Regions from separate parts of the Monodelphis domestica genome. Here region 1 is linked to region 2. The links are chromatin contacts, called in public Hi-C maps. All regions are on one chromosome and are shown on one strand. Each heading gives the region's core, a stretch centred on a gene start, on an enhancer-like site or on the middle of the called end of the contact. The rest is flanking DNA. Distances are from core to core; before and after follow the strand shown.

Region 1 (4,805 bases), core at 1,899-4,398, 140 kb after region 2:
ACTTTGCTAGAGAGTCTCCCTTACCTATTGATGGAGCTCCTGTGTAGTTCTGGGGTGGAAAAAAGCTCCCCACTAGAGTTTCTCAGTGGATCGCTTGACCCACTGCACTGCAATATATAGTGGGTTCACAGGCCACTGGACCAGGAGCCAGAAGGCCTGGTTATCTTTGATATGAACACACAATTCCCAGCAAGCCACTTAATTTCTTCAAGTCTCAATTTCCCCATCTGTAAATGGTGGGAGTTGGAGCAGAATACCTCAAGGGTCCCCGCCAGCTCTGACACTGTAAGATTCTTAAAAATAAATGAACCTTAGGGGCAGCTGGGTGGCTCAGGATAGAGAGCCAGGCCTGGAGAAGGGAGGTCCTGGGTTCAAATATGACCTCAGATACTTCCAACCTGTGTGACCCTATGACTGTGGAGGGCAATTCCATCCTTCCAGTCCCTCAGGCATCACCCTGGACCCCTCACTCCCTCCTCCCTTCCTCTGGGCAGTTTTCATTTATGACTTCTAGAAAAAGGGTAGTTTAAAAACAAAACAAAACATGGTTTTTAGGGAGATCCATGATTCTTTGAATCTCTCCCCCGACTTGTTTTCAAGGTCAGGAATTTTAAAAATTAGATCTTAGATTTTCTCCAATTTTTTTCATTTTATTTGAATATTTCTGGCTATCAAATGCAGTCGATTTCTCTTCAGTCTAGTCTAGTTTTCAGGAAGTGCCTTTCTTGCGTGAAAGTCTCCCTTCTAAGGTATTTGTCCTCCCATTTGTTTCTCCAGGGCTTTTATTTCCTTATTTTTTCCCTCCCACTTCATCTCCTTGCGGTATTCCTGTGATCCTTGTCAAAAGTCCATTTCCCCCCTCTGGATCTCTATGCTTGAGGCTGTTGGCCAATTATTCTCTCCTTTGGGGAAGATCTCTGGGTTTGCAATCACTTTCCATATTGGATAGCGTTCTCTCTGGTTTACCACTCTCTCTAGCTTTAGTTTCTGAACCCAGGTCTTGTGACAGGGTTTGGTGCTGCCCTTTAGGGTGGGGTAGTCAGGTTAGGTTGGACCCTGGTACCCCTGGGTTTCTGTACTGAACTCCCTCTGCCTTCAAGAGGTCCTGCCCCTCATCCCTATTTTTTTTAAACCCTTACCTTCCATCTGAGCTGTAAGGGCTGGGCAATGGGGGTCAAGTGACTCACCCAGGGTCACACAACTAGAAGTGTCTGAGGCCACATTTGAATCCAGGACCTCCTGTCTCTAGGTCTGGCTCTCAATTCATTGAGCCACCCAGCTGCACCCAGACTCCTTCCCCTCCCTCTCCTGCCCCATCTATGAGGTTCAGAGCACTAGAGATCTCTGGGGACTTTCGGGGGCATCTCAGGCCAGTGTTAGGGGACCTTAAGGCCTGGGGGGCCTGGACTGAGCCCCTGTGTGAGCACTGGGCAGTATCTAAGGCTTACTGACCATCCTAGGTCATTCTAGGAGAGCCTGCTGCTCTGTCCTTGCTGCCTGTGTAGACGCAGAGCCTTGCAGGCTACTCTTCCCCCTGGCCAGGCCCTGGTTGAGCTAGAAGGCGGCCCTGAGCTGGACATTTGGGCTTTCCTAGGCTTCTGGCTGCCTTTCTGCCGTTCTAGGGTGGGAGAAGGCAGGAAGAGGTACTAGAGTTTCTTCTTGGATGTCTTGATCATCGTTCGGTCTGGTGCAAACGTTGGGGTTTTACCGGGGTAGGTGTGTGGATGCTGGGGGGCCCACCCTCAGCTGGCAGTCATTTCACACTGCCAGCGGAAAGACTAGAAGCCAGGACTCTCCACCTCCAGCCACGGGATCTTTCTCCTGGGTGCTGGGATGTAAACAATGGCTGTGCCATCCCAGGTCGGGGCAGCTCCCTCTCTGGACTGGGATGGAAGGTGGGGACAGCCGCAGCAGGGCCATCCACCAATGCTATATAAATACACAGCTGTCTCCATAGAAGAGGGTGGGGACAGGGCTGCACCCTCTCTATTTATAGCCTGGGGACAGACTGACTTCATCCCAGGGAGAGGGAGTCCCGGGATGGGAATTTATAAACAGCCCGACAGCTGATCCTGTCACTTTGCAGGGTGCCAAAAGTCCAAAGGACTGCAAACTGATATGGGTGGAGTGGCCCATGGGGAGACCCACAGACAGCCCTGCAACTGACTTGCTCAGTGGCTTGAGGCAAATGGTTTTCCGTTTGGGCCTCGGTTTCCTCATCCATAAAATGGACATCATAACCTTCCACAAGGCTGGTACCCAATGGACCCGAGTTGAAATCCCAGATCTTCTGCTTGCTAGCTGTGTGGCCTTGGGTAAGTCTCCTGACTTGCCTCAGTTTCCTGGCTGATAAAAGGACGAGGATGGATCCAGTGATCTTTGAGGGCCCTGTCCATCTCTAAAGCTAATGGGGTGACCCCGGGGAGAAATTAGGCCGAGTCACCTCTGGAAGTCCAGCCCAGCGCTAGCCTTTTCTCTTCTAAGGTCTCTGCTAGCTGGTGCATCCTTCCCTTGTCTTTCTGGGGAGCCGCGCGGGCAAGGGGACCCTTTCTACACTCTCCCGGCTCAGCTTCTTCCCCGTCCGGCATCTTTCCCCCTATCTTGTGTCCGTCTCCCTCCCTTCCTCCCGGCTGGCCCGTTAGCCATCCCCCGCCTCTCGGGGCTCAGCAAAAAGCCTGAGCAAAGGCAGAAGGCAGGCTGGGGAACTCCTTCCTCCCGCTCGCCAATGGACTCGGGGAGCAACAGTTGCAAGTGACTTTACGTAGATGATCTCCTTTCATCCGTCCCTTTCCTAGGCCAGTGCTAAGTCCGGGCTAGCTCGGGATCCTGTAAACCTCCGAGGAGGTCTAAGCCTCTTAGCAGCCTCCTGCCAGAGACCCAGAAATGTTAGGTGACTTGCCCAGGGTCTCACGACACTCGTTTATTCATTTCACAAACACGGGCTGAGGGGACGAGTGGGAAGCGGGCTGCCCTTGCGGGTCTGGCGGTCTCACCATCCTCGGTGCTGCATAAGGGCTTTGAACCGAGGGAGCTGTCCAACGCAGACGAAAATGGAAGTCTGGCTACCGCGACAAGAGCGGAGGACCCCTGCGCGGAAACTGACTGAGGGTCCAAACTCCCGTGTACACCCTGGGAGCTCCCGATGGGCTGAGCTAGGGGAACCTGGGAGGAGCACCTCTCTACCGTTCTTGAGGCAGGCGGCTCTTGTCTTGGCCTTTGGGAAGATTTTCAGTGGGCAAACAGTGACACCTAGTGGCAGAATGTGAGCCTGCATCCCTGCTTCCTTCAAGATTTGGTCCCTTTTGAGGGAGAAGAGAGAGGGATGGGTTGCGTGGCTGGATCAAACATTTGTATCTACAAGAACCATGGGGGGCAGCTGGGGGGCTCTGTGGATGGAGAGCCAGGCCTAGAGAGGGGAGGTCCTAGGTTCAGATCTAGACACTTCCTGGCTGTGTGACCCTGGGAGAGTCACTTAACCCCCATTGCCTAGCCCTTACCACTCTTCTGCCGTAGAACCCATAAACAGTATGGATTCTAAGATGGAAGGTAAGGGTTTAAAGGAGAAAACAAAGAACCATATACTGGGAACCTGGAGACTTGGTTTCTTGTCCTGGAGGTGTCTTAACTCTTGTGTGGTTGTGGATAAGTTCCCTCCTTTCTCGCTCCCATTCCCCCTTCTATAGCATTCATTTTCTCCGTGCATTAAGTGTCTACTTTGTGCCTGATGCCTTACACTAGGCTCTAGGGACACAAAGAGGAGAAAAGGAAGCATCATCTGCCTTCAAGGAATTTCTGTTCTATTGGGAAGGAGCAGGAAGCAGTATGAGCACAGACAAGTCAACATACAAAATACATACCAAGTTCTTGGGAACAGAGGGGAGGGCTTTTGCAATGGGGGAGAATCAGGACCAATCTCATGCCAGAGGTGAGTTAAGGGGATCCAAAGGCTCCTCCAAGCTCTGAAATTCTAGGGTTCGGGATCTAAACCACCTCCCTGGCACTGGGTTTTGGCTGCCCTATTCCGATTTCCAGACTGGGAGCTCTTTGCAGGCAAGAATCTTACCTTTCTGTGCCCTTACAAAGAATCTAGCTTGAGGACTATGTAATGAGGGAGGGAATGGTTCTAGGATAGGCTGCCCTTATCTAACAGCCAATGCCAGTGGATCAACCATAGGGTCTCACTGGGCCACTGGGGCTGGGACCCCTCCCTCCGGCTGGGGCTGGCGGAGGGAAGCTGGCAGCCCGGAGGACACAAAATGAAGCTCTGTGTTGAGGTTGGCACTAGGGATGCTGGCACTGCCCACACGCCCAGCCAAAGGACAGACCTTGTGGAAAGCCTTGCGGAAGTTGGCTCCTAGGAAGGCATAAAGTACAGGGTTGAGGGAGGAGTTGCTGTAGGACATGCAGTGAGCCCAGATCTTCACCTTATAGGCAGCAAAGTCATGTTGGAAGCCAGGACTAAAGGTCTGGAGGAGGATATAGAGCTGAATGGGGCCCCAGCACACAGCAAAGAGCAGCACAATGGCAGCCACCAAACGGGACACCTTAGCCCGCATGGCTTCCGAACGTTCCGCCAGCAGCTGTACCTAGGTCCAAGAGAGGAAAAGGGAAAATAAGGAAAGGGAGGATATAGAGGATATAGGAAGGAGGGAGCAATGGAGGAGATAGATGGAAGAATAGAAGGGTAGAAGGAATGGATAAAAGGAGGAAGGAGTGGGAGTGCAGGAGATTGATGGAAGGAATAATAAAAGATAGAAGAAATGGAAAAAGGAAGGGATGGATTGAGGGGACAGAAGGAGGGAGGG
Region 2 (4,822 bases), core at 23-2,522:
CCAGGTATGTGGTTAATAAATGCTTGTTCCAATATGAGCTCCTCAAGTGTTTGGTTTTTTGCTTTTCTTTGTAAACTCAACACAGCTCAGTGCCTGAGACATTAGAGAAGCTTAATAACTGTTGTTACTTATTAATCAGTTTCTCTGTACCCAGTCCCAGTATTTTCTGCTTGAGTTGTCTCCTCCAGCAGAATGTAAGTTCTTTGAGGGCATAAACTTTTCTCATTTTGCCTTTTGTATCTCCAGAGCCTTGAGCATACTAAGTGCTCAATAGTTATTAATTACAGTCAAAATTCTCTACCTCTAGCCCCAATATTTTCTTTATACCGTGGGGAAGGGGGCCCTCCAGCTTAAGGTAAGCTTATTGGGTGCAGTCGTTAGCATAGTTGGAGCTTAAATAAATGAATATTTGATAGACTAGAAACCCAGAAGGGGCCTCTGAGATCAAATGGTGCACGCCCTCCGCAGAGTTTAGAAACTGAGGGCCAGAGGTGGGGAAATGACTTATCCAAGGTCTCCCAGCTGGTGAGAGGAGGCAGTCAAAGCTGGCCACCAAGCTTTCCACAGCTCCTTCAAAAGGAAAAGAAAGGAGGGAGTTTGGGAAAGAGGAAGAGGGGGTGATTGGGCTGAGGGAGAGAAGAGATGAGACTTTCGGATGGAGAAAAGGATAGTGAAACATTAGGGGGAGGAGCACGTTCGGAGGGAGCGAGGCACGCACGGGGGAGGAGAGGATTAACGCAACCAATGGGAGCCTCGAATCGGCTCAGCCCCTCCTCTCCTCTTTCCCTCTCCCCTCCCCCGCCGAATGTCCACGCGCTCTTCCCCACCCTCTTAGGAGCCCATCAGCAGAGCTTTCACCTCTCCTCCCCAATCTCTCTCTCACTCCACCGTTTCCGAGCAGTAGCGCGAGTGCGGCCGCCGAAACCGAACTTTCGCAGCTCAACGCAGGCCTCTCCTTTCCCCTCTCCTCCCCACGGCGGCTCTCGCGCCTTCCCTCTCCGCGCGCCTGCGCCAACCTTCCGCTGCAGCTCCCAGGCGCAGATGTAGTTCTTGCCAAGCTGTCCTGCCAGTAGGTGCTCGCCGTTGAGCAACGCGAGGCTACGGGGCCCTGTCTGCCCGCCCCGGTACGTGTGGAGGCTGGTCCCGGAGTGCAGCTCCCACACAGCGCAGTTCCACAGCTGGCCCGCCGAGTCCGTACATACCGCCACTTCTACGGGCGCCGCCATCTTTGCTTCCAGGACGCTAGCTCCGCCCTCCTGCCCGCGCGGCGCGGCGATTAGCCGAAAACTAACTCCGCCTCTCTGCTTAGCGGGAGGGTTAGGACACTGCGCCCTCTGCAGGGCCGGAGGACCGGGCGACTCTGACTCCCTCGCGCCTGACCTACCCTACTCTGTGAGTGTGTGCACGTGGGAGGAAGGCTCTGGCTTTTCTAGCTGTAGGTACAAGGACTGCTGACGCGTCCACTCACGTCCCTGGGCCTTAGTTTCCCTATCTGTAGAATGAGGCGTTTAGACTACGTAGCTCCCAAGATCCCTTGCGGCTCCAATTCCTGGTTATATGTCGGATCGTTGTTTAGAAAACCAGAGCCCCTCTACCCCTTTGACAAAACTTCTGGCTTTACAACTTTATGTAGCAAATTTCCAATGTGCAATTCTAAGGTTCTGTGTTTCAAAGTTCCCCACAGCCCAGATGTTTGTTGTTTCTTTTTTTAAAAAAACCTTTACCTTCTGTCTTAGAATCCGTACTGTGTATTGGGTTCTAGGCAGAATAGTAATGGGAGTTAAGGAACTTGCCCAGGGTCACACAGCTAGGAAATGTCTGAGTCCATATTTGAACCCAGGACCTCCCCACTCCAGGCCTGGCTCTCTAACCACCTAGCCATCCAGCTGCCCCTACCACATTGTTTCTTAAACAGTAGAAAGCTAGTTTAACAGTCCTGTCTCCTGCACCGTTTTAAAATTTAATCTGCATTTTAAACATTTTCTCCATTACTTTGTTCATTGTCAATCCTTTAGACAATTGACAAAACAACGACAAAAAGCCCCTAACGGGCTCTTCCAGCTCTGATATTCTCTGTGTTCCCAGGGTCCTCCACATCTGACTTTATAAATGCAATCATGGATTTAAGCAGTTGGAAATTGTGTCTTCTTCTCCCATTACAATTTTAATTTTTTTGAGGGCAGGAATTGTCTTCACTTTTGTGGTTGTGTCTCTAGGGCTTAGAACAGGGCCCAACAGCTAGTAAATACTCTTTCCCTTCATACAATCAGACAAGTAAATCTCTACAGAAATGTGAGTTACAGGGTAAGAATTTAAAGGCTGAAAACTGTAAAGCAGTGGCTAGAGCTCCTGGACCTGGAGTCAGGAAGACCAAGATTCAAATCTAATCTCTGAGGTTTAGTTAGCTATGAGACTGGGGGAATCACTTAACCTCAGCTTCAGTTTCCTTATCTATAAAATGAAAATAACACCTGTCTCCCAGAATTGTGAGGATAAAAGAATAGGGCATTTAAAGAATTTAAAGCACTATATAAATGCTAGCTGTGATTATTACTGCTTGCAGTTTTAACTAGTATCACATAAATGATGGTGATGGAATACTATTATACGATAAGGAATGATGAACTGCCTGATTTCTATATGACCTGGAGAGATCTCCATGAACTGATGTGGAGTGAAATGAACAGAAACAGGAGAACATTGTACACAGTAGCTGAAACATTGTGGGGTGATCAAATGTAATCAACTTGGCTACTAATAGCAATACAATCCCAAGGAACTTATGAGAAAGAAAGCTATCCACATAGAGAGAAAGAATTGTGGGAGTAGAAATGCAGAAGAAAAGATTATGATTTATCACTTGTATATATGATATATGATTTGGGGTTTTGGTTTTAAAAGATTACTCTATGACAAAAATTAATAATATGGAAATAGGTATCAAGTGATAACATATGTATAACCCAGTACAATTGCTTGTCAGCTCCGGGAGGGGAAAGGAAGACAACATAAATCATGTAACCATGGAAAAATATTTAAAAATAAAATCAATAAATAAACTAGTACCACAACTCTGAACTGATAATCTGATCTCTTTGAGCTCTCTGAGGCTGTACTGATTTATACAAAGACCTGTTCTCTATGTCCACATCACACCATCACAAGTTAAAGTAAAAGAAAAAGGAAATAAGGAATAATAGAGATAGCTTCCTTTATTCTAACATTTTTTTCTTTATTCGAATACTCTGTAGTTCACAAAGTCCTTTCCTTACCTCTCCTTTGAATTAGGGCAAATATTTTATGGCACATATTTGACTCTCACTATCATCTGAAAGTCTGAGATTTGGAGAAAGTGGAGTGGGTTATTGTTAGAGATGAGAACTAGAACCCAGATCTACTGATTTCCAGCTGAGGGCTTTCTCTATTACAGTATTCATAGAATTCTTAAATAAGAAAGGAGGGACAGCAGGGTGCTCACATCATTGTAACCTCAGCAGGGAGGGGGAAATGAGCCTTTCTTGAATTGATCTCTGCATCCCCTTCCCACATGCCTGCTGTTGTAAAATACTATGGGCCTCATGCACGTTCAATAAATATTGATGACCACAATGGGAGAGTGATAGTGTCCAGTACTGCTGTGTAATCCATTGGCGTGATCTTCAGAGGTGATTCATTGATGCCTTCCTGAGAATACAAGGTCAGATGAGGCAGAAAAAAGGGCATGAACCATGAGAAGGAAGGAAGGAAGGGAAGAAGGGAGGGTGGGAGGGAGGAACAAAGAAAGGAAGGGAAGAAGGGAGGAAGGAAAGGGATAAATAAAGGGAGGGAAGGAAGCAAACAGGCATTTATTAAGCACTTACTATGTGTCAGGCACTGCCCTAAGTGCTTTCCAAATATCTCATTTGATCCTTATAACCACCCTGGGAGATTAGGTGCTCTTCTTATCCCCATTTATAATTGAGGAAACTGAGGCAGATGTTATGTAACTTGCCTAGCATCACATGTCTAGTAAGTTTCTGAGGCCATGTGTGAGCTCAGAGGTTCCTGACTCTAGTACTCTATCCACTGAGCCACCTAGATGGTAGGAATGAGAGTGGGAAGGCAAACATGGGAATTGAACAGAAATCATCAACTCTTGGACTATCAGGGCAGACAAGGACCTTAAAATATAGGATAGGATAATCTATTCCAGCCCTCAGAATGTACAGATGAGTAAAAGGGGGATCCTGCTTCAAAGATGTTTAGAAGAATAAAGTTGGTGGCATTCTCTCATTTCAGAAGTTCTCTCAGTTTTAGCCTGTGATATTATGCTCCCTTGTGTGAACTAGGGTGTTAAAAATAAGCAATAACCAACATTCATAGTCAGAGGCAGTTAGGAGGAGTAGTGAATAAAGTGCTAGACTTCAAGTCAGCGTAGATAACATGAGTTCAAATCCCACCTTGGACACCTGCTAGCTATGTGGCACTGGGGAAGTCACTTAGTCATCCTAAATCTCAGTTTCCTCAACTGTAAAAATAAGCTGGGTGGCAGCTAGGTGGCTTAGTGGATTGAGAGCCAAGCCTGGAGTTGGGTGGTCCTGGGTTCAAATCTGTCCTCAGATACTAGCTATATGACCATGGGCAAGTCACTGCACTCCTGTTGTCTAGACCTTACCATTCTGTTTTGGAACTGAAATTGGTATTGATTCTAACAGAAGCTAAGGGTTTTTTAAAAAAATAAACTGGAGGGACAATTCTATGGGATTTAGGAGAAAGAATGTTATTTGTATGTAGAGAAAGAACTGTGGGAGTAGAAATCCAGAAGAAACATAATTTATCACTT

Evidence for each region. A called contact is a pair of places that touch in the nucleus more often than the background predicts.
Region 1: a contact with region 2 is called in a Hi-C map of spleen and liver, with 13 times the contacts expected there. The contact joins the enhancer-like site here to the promoter of WDR18 in region 2. A contact is called at or near these places in 2 of 2 Hi-C or Micro-C datasets (limb and spleen and liver).

What each region holds. Positions count from the first base shown.
Region 1 is chr3:80,283,338-80,288,142 of mMonDom1.pri, forward strand. KISS1R (KISS1 receptor) reads right to left here. Exons shown (of 5, transcript XM_056822263.1): 5 at 2,900-4,586. The coding sequence ends at 4,179. Among named protein-coding and RNA genes, the nearest start is that of KISS1R, 11 kb to the right of the region's middle. Within about 2 kb of position 3,149, at least 1 of the 2 cell types and tissues checked has open chromatin away from gene starts, as enhancers often do. A contact at or near this core is called in limb, where this site is marked.
Region 2 is chr3:80,149,648-80,154,469 of mMonDom1.pri, forward strand. WDR18 (WD repeat domain 18) reads right to left here and starts at 1,273. Exons shown (of 10, transcript XM_007489385.3): 1 at 1,017-1,273. The coding sequence starts at 1,226.